2 separate regions of the Triticum aestivum genome follow, and region 2 is linked to region 1. Evidence: chromatin contacts called from public Hi-C data. All regions are on one chromosome and are shown on one strand. The core of a region is the stretch at or near the end of the contact, and the rest is flanking DNA. Distances in the headings are between cores, read along the strand shown.

Region 1 (4,783 bases), core at 603-3,102:
CGAAAGTCGTTCGGAGTCCCGGATGAGATCCCGGACGTCACGAGGAGTTCCGGAATGGTCCGGAGGTAAAGATTTATATATGGGAAGTCCTATTTTGGCCACCGAAAAATGTTCGGGATTTTTCGGTATTGTACCGGGAAGGTTCTAGAAGGTTCCGAAGTGGGGCCCACCTGCATGGGGGGACCCACATGAACGTGGGTAGTGGGGGCAAGTCCCCACACCCCTGGTCAAGGCGCACCAAGATCCCACCTTAGAAGAAATAAGATCATATCCCGAAGGGATAAGATCAAGATCCCTAAAAAGGGGGGGATAACAATCGGTGGGGAAGGGAAATGATGGGATTTCTTTCCCCCACCTTTGCCAACGCCCCAATGGGACTTGGAGGGCAAGAAACCAGCCCCCTCCACCCCTATATATAGTGGGGAGGCGCATGGGAGCAGCACCCCAAGCCCTGGCGCCTCCCTCCCTCCCGTGACACCTCTTCCTCCCCACTTGCGCTTGGCGAAGCCCTGCCGGGATCCCGCTACTTCCACCACCACGTCGTCGTGCTGCTGGATCTCCATCAACTTCTCCTCCCCCTTGCTGGATCAAGAAGGAGGAGACGTCCCCGCTCCGTACGTGTGTTGAACGCGGAGGTGCCGTCCGTTCGGCGCTAGGATCATCGGTGATTTGGATCACGACGAGTACGACTCCATCAACCCCGTTCTCTTGAACGCTTCCGCGCGCGATCTACAAGGGTATGTAGATGCACTCCCCTCTCTCGTTGCTAGATGACTCCATAGATTGATCTTGGTGATACGTAGAAAATTTTATATTTCTGCTACGTTCCCCAACAGATGTTACGTACCATATTCATGCTAAATGGGTTGCCAATTGAAATTATTGTGAAGGTCGTGTGCCAAGAAATAAACGTTAGAAAATATCTAACACAACAAAAAGATACCACCCCCCCCCCCCACACACACACACACACAAATATGAGATGTTCTAACTTTTTGGTGAACCGAATGTATATAGATACGTATTAGGATGTTTGTTCACTCGTTTCAGTCCGTGCGTAGGCCATATTGAAATATTCAAAACATCTTATATTTGTGAATGGAGGAAGATTAAACTACTTTGCTTGATATTTGTCATTGAGAGGATCTGCCTCCCCAGTATGCTAGTAGTATCATTTGGATTGCATTTTTTTTCTTATTTCTCATCGAGATCTTTAGAATAAACTTGAGTTAACACATGAAAAGACCCACATAATGATGCAAACAATAACTGATTATGATGCAATTATCGCTTGAAGTTGCCACTGTACCGATAGATTTCCACAGTGCTCAATTCGAAACGCATCACTCGTTGCATGGTTTGTGATGTTGGGAAACGACTCCATCGCCCGTCGGTGGTGTTTCTTTCATGATTACACGCCTTGATGACTTGATCGCAGTTGGCATGCGTGCATGATCACACGCCCTACATAATTTCGAACGGACGGACGGACGTACACAGTCAAAGTCAAGTCGCCAGCAGCGGCGCATCCACATGCTCCCCGGCTTTTATTTGCCATCCGCGGTCGACCTTCTGATCTTGGCTTAAACAGTATTCGTTCATTAATACTACGTATATAGTCGCAGCAGCCAGCAGGGCGGAAGATTCTATAGTGTGTGCACGTGCGTTTCTCCCAGAGGACAAAATGGTCATCGGCAGCTTTGTTTAGATGAGTTATATGACTAGCTAGTTGGTCGAGCACAAGGGTTTGCACATAGTAGTATTTTCTTTTCTTCGTTCAGTCTAGACCCGGACCAAACTGGTGTATGTTGACCGTATTTCCAAGCTTTGAACGACCGTACATGTCCATACCATAGCATCCACCCAGGTCAGCTGTCATGAGGTATGCCACGCTTCTTTCGATCCTGGGTACGTCCTAGGAACCGATTCATCATACATGGATACTTTAGACTTTACGTTACTCCCTTCGTATCAAAATACATAATGTTTTTTGACATTTCTTTTTTGCAGCTAAAAAATCGATGTTTTTTTACATTAACCTCTGTTTAATAATTACTGGTTGCTGCCATGGTTTTAGTCCAAAGTAGTTCCCTGATTGATCAGGATAGTTTATACTATGAGAAAATCGACGTTGACCCAACCTCTTTAGTTTGCAAAGAGCCAGCAAGATGTTAAAGATACGGGTGTTTTTATTTTGCGGGGAAAACATGCCAGTGTTTTGACTGGACAAAATAATTCAAAACAATTTTGTCTAAGAAAATGATGTTCCTTCCTGCAAAAAAATTGTTACGGTCAATCAGGTTTTAGTTTTTTTCTTTACAAAGGACAACAAAAGTAAAATAATTATATCTAGATTTGTAGACCACATGACGACGATTATTAGTATTGGAGCGAGTTTTAGTTTGACGTGGCAATATCGGGGATTCATTTTCTCGTCTTCATAACCGAGTCATTAACTCTGTCAGCGTCATCCTTTGTCTCAAAATGGTTGAAGCCGTTGGAGCCGGCGATTATCAACCCGTCGTGCTCATCCATAGGATGTCCGACATTTTGCATGCAAGCTCGTGGCCAACTGCTTTACTCCACGAGAGTCAAACTGCTTTGACCAAAAGGTGAGATATTCTACCAACTCAGTATACAAGGCTCAGTTTTTTGGAACCTACTCCAACTTCTCAACGAAAAAGGTATGAAAAGCACTCGTAGAGATCCGAATTGCACTCTTCTCATGCTCTGCATACACATAATTCTCTAGGCATGTGTGGTAGTTCTCCTCACACGACTCGTCCCGCCATCTATGCCTTGGGCCATCTTGAATCTGCCGCCCACCTTTGCAAGGACTATCCTTTCACCTCCAAGGTCCGTCGTCTCGCTCAATTGAGGGATGACATTCATCGGCGGTGTCATCGCATAATTCATCTAGCATTGATGCCTAGTTGAACTTTGTATTCTGATATATGGAAAAGGGCCTTCGTGCATGGGCGATCCATCCACGACAATTTCATTCTCGTCCAATGCACGGCACGAAGGCTCCACGCCCTACGGGACCCAGCCATTATGCTCAAGCTTGACATATCAAAAGCGTTTGACTCGGTGCAATGGCCCTTCCTATTAGAAGTACTACGCAAGGCTGGATTTGGGGAGCGATGGATCATGTGGATTTGTGGGATGCTGGCAAGCACATCAACAAGGATCATGGTCAACGGTACGCCGGGACGGCCAATCTACAACACCGTGGGCTTGAGGCAAGGTGCCCCACTATCCCCAATGCTGTTCATTCTTATCATGGAGCCCTTGCACCGCATGTTTGAGCTCGCGACCGCTAGGGGACTGCTCGCTCCGCTTGCAAGAACAGGGCTGCACCACCGCCTCTCGATGTTTGCCGACGACGTAATGATCTTCCTCAAGACAAACGAGCGGGATTTGAACACATGCGCCTCACTTCTTACTCTGTTTGGAGAGGCATCAGGCCTTCGCGTCAACCTTGCCAAGAGCGCTGTCTATCCTATACGATGCTTTGCTGAGATCATGGAAACTGTGGAGCGAACACTTGGATGCCCGAGGGGTGCCTTCCCATGCAAATATCTTGGGCTGCCGCTCACGCTGAGGAAGCAGTCCCATGTACGGCTATCAGGCCTTGTGGATCAACTCGCGACGGCGTTGCTAAAGTGGAAAGCAGCAAAGATGCCAAAGAGTGGAAGAATGCTTCTTGTTCAATCTGTGCTATGTGCGATCCCGCTACATGCGATGATGGCGCTCGACCTCCCGCAGAAGACAATTTCAGCAATGAACAGAATTTGTCGCAGTTTCCTATGGTGCGCTAAGGCAAACTCGTCCGGCGGCAGCTGCGCGGTCGCTTGGGAAACTGTATGCGCCCCCAAATGGGCGGGTCGACTAGGCATACCCAACCTAGGATGGATGAACAAAGCTGTGCAGACAAGGTGGCCTTGGTTGCAACGATCAGACACATCGTGACCATGGGCAGAATTTGACATCGCTGTGCCAAAAGCTTCAAGGCAAATCTTCAACGCGGCTGCTCACTGGATCCTAGGAGATGGAAATGCAACACTCTTTTGGGAGGATAGATGGCTCGAAGGACACCGGATCATGGAGATTGCACCCTTGACCTATGGGCGAGTCAGGAAGAGAATAAGAAGCACATACACCGTATCCCAGGCGCTTCTGAACGACTGTTGGGTCGCCCAAGTGAGCCCGGAGGTATCAGCTGACTCGTTACGGGAGTACCTACAATTGTGGAGCATGATCCAAAGGGTCGAACTTGACCCAACGCAGTGCGATATCATCTCTTGGTCATGGGAAGCAAGCGGATGCTATTCAGCGAGGACTTCCTATGCAGCCAAGTTCTCGGGCAAGCAGGTCGTCCCCACAGCCGAATTCACTTGGAAATCCAAGGCACCGGCGCCCTGTCGCTTCTTCACATGGCTCGCGATCCAGCACAGGTGCTGGACATCCGATCGGCTGACAAGACGTGGACTTCACCATCAAGATTGCTGCCCAATGTGCAACCAAGAAGAGGAGAGCATAAAGCACATTCTACTTCAGTGTGTCGTCGCACGCGAAGTGTGGACCGCGATCTGCCATCCCTTACGCAAGCCGGAGTGGGTACCTACTGCGACCGAAAGCCTCAGTGCATAGTGTCAAGACAAGAGAGGAAGAGGACAAGCCGAGAGGGATGCAAATGCAATCATCATCCTAGGGCTATGGCAACTATGGAAGCACCGCAACTCTACCGTTTTCGACGGAGCCACACCCTCAAAGAACAGGA
Region 2 (4,952 bases), core at 76-2,575, 37 kb before region 1:
CCTGCTTCCTTCTGATGATGCTACAGAGTACCGCAATATTGTTGGTGGTTTGCAGTACTTGACTATCACACGACCGGACATCTCCTATGCGGTCAACCGTGTGTGCCAGTATCTTCATGCTCCTCAGACTTCACACTGGTCAGTTGCGAAGCGTATACTGCGTTACATCTCTCATCCTGTCTCCTATGGCTTGCATCTTCGGTCTACCTCCTCGAGTGCTCTCTCGGCGTTCTCTGATGCAGATTGGGCTGGGAGCCTGGATGAACGGTGACCAACGGGGGGCTATGTTGTCTTCTTTGGTCGCAACTTGATCGCCTGGAGTGCGTGCAAGCAGGTAACAGTATCTCGGAGTAGCACTGAAGCAGAGTACAAGGCAGTTGCCAATGCCACAACTGAGCTTATTTGGGTACAGTCTCTGTTGAGAGAGTTGGGAGTCTCTCAAGAGCAGCCACCAGTTCTTTGGTTTGATAATATTGGCGCGACGTATCTTTTATCTAATCCAGTTTTTCATGCTCGTACGAAGCACATAGAAGTTGACTATCACTTTGTGAGGGAACGTGTTGCAGAGAATCTTCTTCATATCAAGTTCATCTCCTCTAAAGATCAATTTGCTGCCATCTTTACGAAACCACTTCCACAACCACAGTTTGAAGGTTGTAGGCGCAATTTTAACTTACTTTGTACTTCAACCCATAATTAAGATTGAGGGAGGGTGTTAGATAATGTTTATAAGTAGTTTCTGTGTATATCTTTGTAGCCTGTATTTGTACATGTCGTCACCCTGGGCGAGGAATAGTTATTCTTCACCCCCCTTTATTTTACCATCAATGCATCGTAATTTTACGTTTAGTAAGTTTTGTCTTATTTCTGACGTAAAAAGAGACCGTAAGAAAATATATAATCGTCGTAAAAAATATTTTATGTTATGTAAAATTACAAACGTAAAAACATAGTGTAAAATACACATAAACTGCAAATTTTCTTGTCTTATGCCCTATATTTTTATTTTTTATGCCAAATTTTACGTAGTGAATCAATAAGAATGTAACTATTTGAATTCCAAACGTAATTTAATTATGAAATGATCGTAAGATTACCTCGGGTGAAGAATAATTTATTCTGCACCCTGGATGATGAATAGTAACACTATATATATATATATATATATATATATATATATATATATATATATATATATATATATATATATATATATATAGCCACACCCGTATTAGGTGTTGTGCACTTTTCCAAATCCTAGCTTTTACACTGGTCTCTGTTTCCATTTTCTCTTTTTAATACTATGATATGATAAGCATGCTGTGTGTATTCGAGAGAGAAAAAACATCGTTCCTGATCGATCTTGGGATCTGACAGACCCGCTTGCGCTTATCGGATCGGAGCTCCACCCGGCCTGTGCCTCTGGTGCTCCGCGGCACACGTCGGCCACGTCTCTCCACTCCATTCCCACCCGCTCCCGCGCGCTTCTTCGCATAGCCAAGCTTGCCTCACCGTGTTATCCATCCATCCACACTATCCCAATCTCCGTCTCCTACGCTCTGTTCGGCGTCACGGCGGCGGCGGCTCAGGTTCTTTCTCGGCCTCCTCTCCCCGCCGCCCTCTCGCCTGCCTTCTCTTGCCATTTCCGCATCTCCTACTTTCGCAGGCGAGCTTAATTTTGGGAGTGATTCGATTGGCCGTGGATTTCTTTTTTCTCCCGGAAAGAAATCTGGTTTGGATAAGTGCTTGATTCCTTGGCTCCGGGCTTACCGCCTGAGTTGGGGACTTTTTCTTCTTCTTGCTATTTCTGAAAATGACCAGTGGTAGAGTTAGTTGTTCTTGTGCAATCTCCAGCACTAAAACGTAACCAATTGTTTATGGAACAGATGAGGGATCTTGTCTTCAGAATTGTAATTTTATGTTTCATTATCGTCCAGTCTGATGCACGTAGGTTCTTTGCAGTGTGTTTTCTGGCATACTGAAATTTAAATTTTTCTCTGGATACGCAGACTGCTGCGCAAATGTTGTCGCGGCAGTGCTTTAAACACGTCTTCCCAGCCGAAGGCTCCTCCTCCAGCGTTCTCCACGGTCCCGGCTCCAGAGGTGCAGCCAGCAGGAGCCGCACCGGCCTCAGCTTCCACCGGTGTTGCGTCAGGGCTAGCCTATGGAGGACCGATCACCTGCAAATAAGCACCGCTCGATTGTCCGAGGTGATTGCTGATTGCTCGTTTCTTGATAATAACAAGTTTGCTTCCCTTCTTGTTATGCTGCTGAGACAGGCATGATGCTTTTCCGTTTCCCTTTTTTTATTAAGGAAACAAACAAACAAAGCAACATGATTTTGTTTCTCTTTTGCATTTGACAGATTAAGGTACACACATTGCTTCAAGTACCAGATGTTTTCAATGCCATCAAGAGCTGGAGCAAACTGCAACTGGTCTCGGTGACAGGGCTGGCGGCATGTGTGGTTCTGCTAGTCCCTTCTGCCGGTGCCACTGATGCTCTCAAGACATGCACTTGCCTGCTCAAGGAATGCAGGTGTGACCCTACACAAGCCGGAATATGTCGCAATACGGTTTATTCTGTTGAATTCAACCCAAATTTCTTGTTTCCATACTAGAAAGAACAATTAAGTTATGCAGATCTGTTATGTTCATGTTTTCCGCACTTAAACCAAAATGATAACAATTTCAGGATCGAGCTGGCAAAATGCATAGCCAACCCATCATGTGCAGCAAATGTGGCATGCTTAAATACATGCAACAATCGACCTGACGAGACTGAATGCCAGGTAATTCAGTGTTCCAGAACCATGGATCCAGCTCCATGTCTCGGAAAAAAGTTAACATTTTCTTGTGCTTTGTCATCCCATAGATCAAATGTGGCGATCTGTTCGAGAACAGCGTGGTCGATGAATTCAACGAGTGCGCCGTTTCACGCAAAAAATGTGTCCCCAAAAAGTCTGATGTTGGGGAGTTCCCCGTCCCTGATCCATCTGCCCTTGTCAAGAACTTCAACATGGCAGATTTTAGAGGCAAGTGGTACATTTCAAGTGGCCTAAATCCTACTTTTGACACGTTCGATTGCCAGCTTCACGAGTTTCGTCTCGAGGGAGACAGACTTATTGCAAATTTGGCATGGAGAATTCCCACCCCCGACTCCGGCTTCTTCACCAGGGGGGCCGTGCAGCGGTTCGTGCAGGATCCCTCACAACCAGCAATATTGTATAACCATGACAACGAGTACCTGCACTATCAAGATGACTGGTATATCCCTCCCAAGTCCCCACCACACTCTGAAATTATACCATTGCTGTAGTACTCGAGTCTATCAGCTGAACATTTGTTTGCTGTAGGTACATTCTCTCATCGAAAATAGAGAACAAGGACGATGACTACATATTTGTATACTACCGTGGAAGAAATGACGCATGGGATGGATATGGTGGCGCTGTTGTGTACACAAGAAGCAAGGAATTACCTGAGACAATAGTCCCCGAGCTAGAAAGGGCTGCGAAAAGCGTAGGGCAGGACTTCTCCACATTTATCAGGACAGACAACACCTGTGGTGCCGAGCCTCCTCTTGCCGATAGAATCGAGAGGACTGTTGAGAAAGGGGAGAAGCTCATCGTTGATGAGGTAAAGGAGATCGAAGGGGAGATCGAGGGAGAGGTCAAGGAGCTGGAGAGGGAGGAGGAGACACTGGTTAAGAGGTTGGCAGATGGCATCATGGAGGTCAAACAGGATGTGATGAACTTCTTTCAGGGTTTGAGCAAAGAGGAGATGGAAATTTTGGATCAGCTGAACTTGGAGGCGACCGAGGTCGAGGAGCTCTTCAGCCGCTCCCTGCCGATAAGGAAGCTAAGATAGCTACCCCCAGCAGCCACTCCTGCCTATGCAAGGAGAATTGCAGAACAGGGTGCCATCCAGTGGTGAGCAAAGTAGATTCTAATTGTCGAGGCAATACCTACAGCAACAGATTCTTCAACAGAAATCAAATTTTTGAATCTGATAATGTTTTACCCACTGGCGCAACATGTTACCAGATTAGCTTATGTGTAAAGCATCAGTAAGTATGTAAATTTTTTGTCCAAAGAAGGTATATAAATGTATACAACTGTTCCCATTATACTCTGGATTAATTATATACCTGTTTCTGGGGATAGTTCAAATTCCGTTATTCTCCTTTTTTATGGCAATTTAGGTTCTTAATTTATGTAAAATGCTAACCATACCAAATGTTTTTTGTTATCAAAAAAATCTCATAATCTTGTTAACTTTTTCTCCACAAGAAGCTCTTTAGAAAACTTGATGGTATTCAGCAAGTTTAAAATCAGTCTTCAGCAGTAGCTCAAATAGAAACAGTGGGGTACGGACAAACTTTTTTCGGACTTCTATGCTCTTGTAAACAAAACCGACATAAAAAATTTAAACAGCGGTATCCATTTGGCGAGGGAACGAACATACGGGGTTAACTCAGGGGGTTTAATACAACCTACAAGAATTTTGTACTTAATTTTAGTGCAACCGTAATGAAGTACAGCGCAACCGATCAGATATACATATAATCTCGCTCCCAACAATGTGCAAACTTCTCGTTTCTGTTCCGTTATCATTGTGGTAATGGAACCTGATTCCAGCGAGGGAGGGGTATGGAAAAGAAAAAAGAACACAGAAAACTGCTCACGGCATACATACTTCACAATCCACACATCTCAATGGCATCATATATATGTTCCAAATAAGCATAGAACATAAATTGTAGAGCAATGCAATCATAGGTACACACCCACACCAATAGTAATGACTAATAAGCATTGAAAAGTATACATGAATATATAGTTTGGTGACAAATTCTTCACAAGAACGACAATTTGTTCCACAAGTAACCCAGGAAGTTTATCAGAACTCTCTGTGATTGTATCCCCATCTTGTCAAAGTATGCAGCAAGGA

What was found. Hi-C and Micro-C count contacts between places; a contact is called where the count stands out from the background.
Region 2: a contact with region 1 is called in a Hi-C map of leaf, with 3 times the contacts expected there. The contact joins the promoter of LOC123053120 here to the enhancer-like site in region 1. A contact is called at or near these places in 4 of 5 Hi-C or Micro-C datasets (leaf and root).

What each region holds. Positions count from the first base shown.
Region 1 is chr2D:353,268,045-353,272,827 of IWGSC CS RefSeq v2.1, reverse strand. No RefSeq gene overlaps it. Among protein-coding and RNA genes, the nearest start is that of LOC123053118, 17 kb to the right of the region's middle. Within about 2 kb of position 1,852, at least 1 of the 8 cell types and tissues checked has an H3K27ac peak or open chromatin away from gene starts, as enhancers often do. A contact at or near this core is called in leaf, where this site is marked.
Region 2 is chr2D:353,304,451-353,309,402 of IWGSC CS RefSeq v2.1, reverse strand. It overlaps LOC123053120 (violaxanthin de-epoxidase, chloroplastic), which reads left to right and starts at 1,325. Exons shown (of 6, transcript XM_044476522.1): 1 at 1,325-1,589; 2 at 2,010-2,210; 3 at 2,366-2,538; 4 at 2,695-2,791; 5 at 2,875-3,266; 6 at 3,356-4,171. The coding sequence starts at 2,022. The coding sequence ends at 3,869. It overlaps LOC123053119 (RPM1-interacting protein 4), which reads right to left. Exons shown (of 5, transcript XM_044476521.1): 5 at 4,695-4,952. The coding sequence ends at 4,934.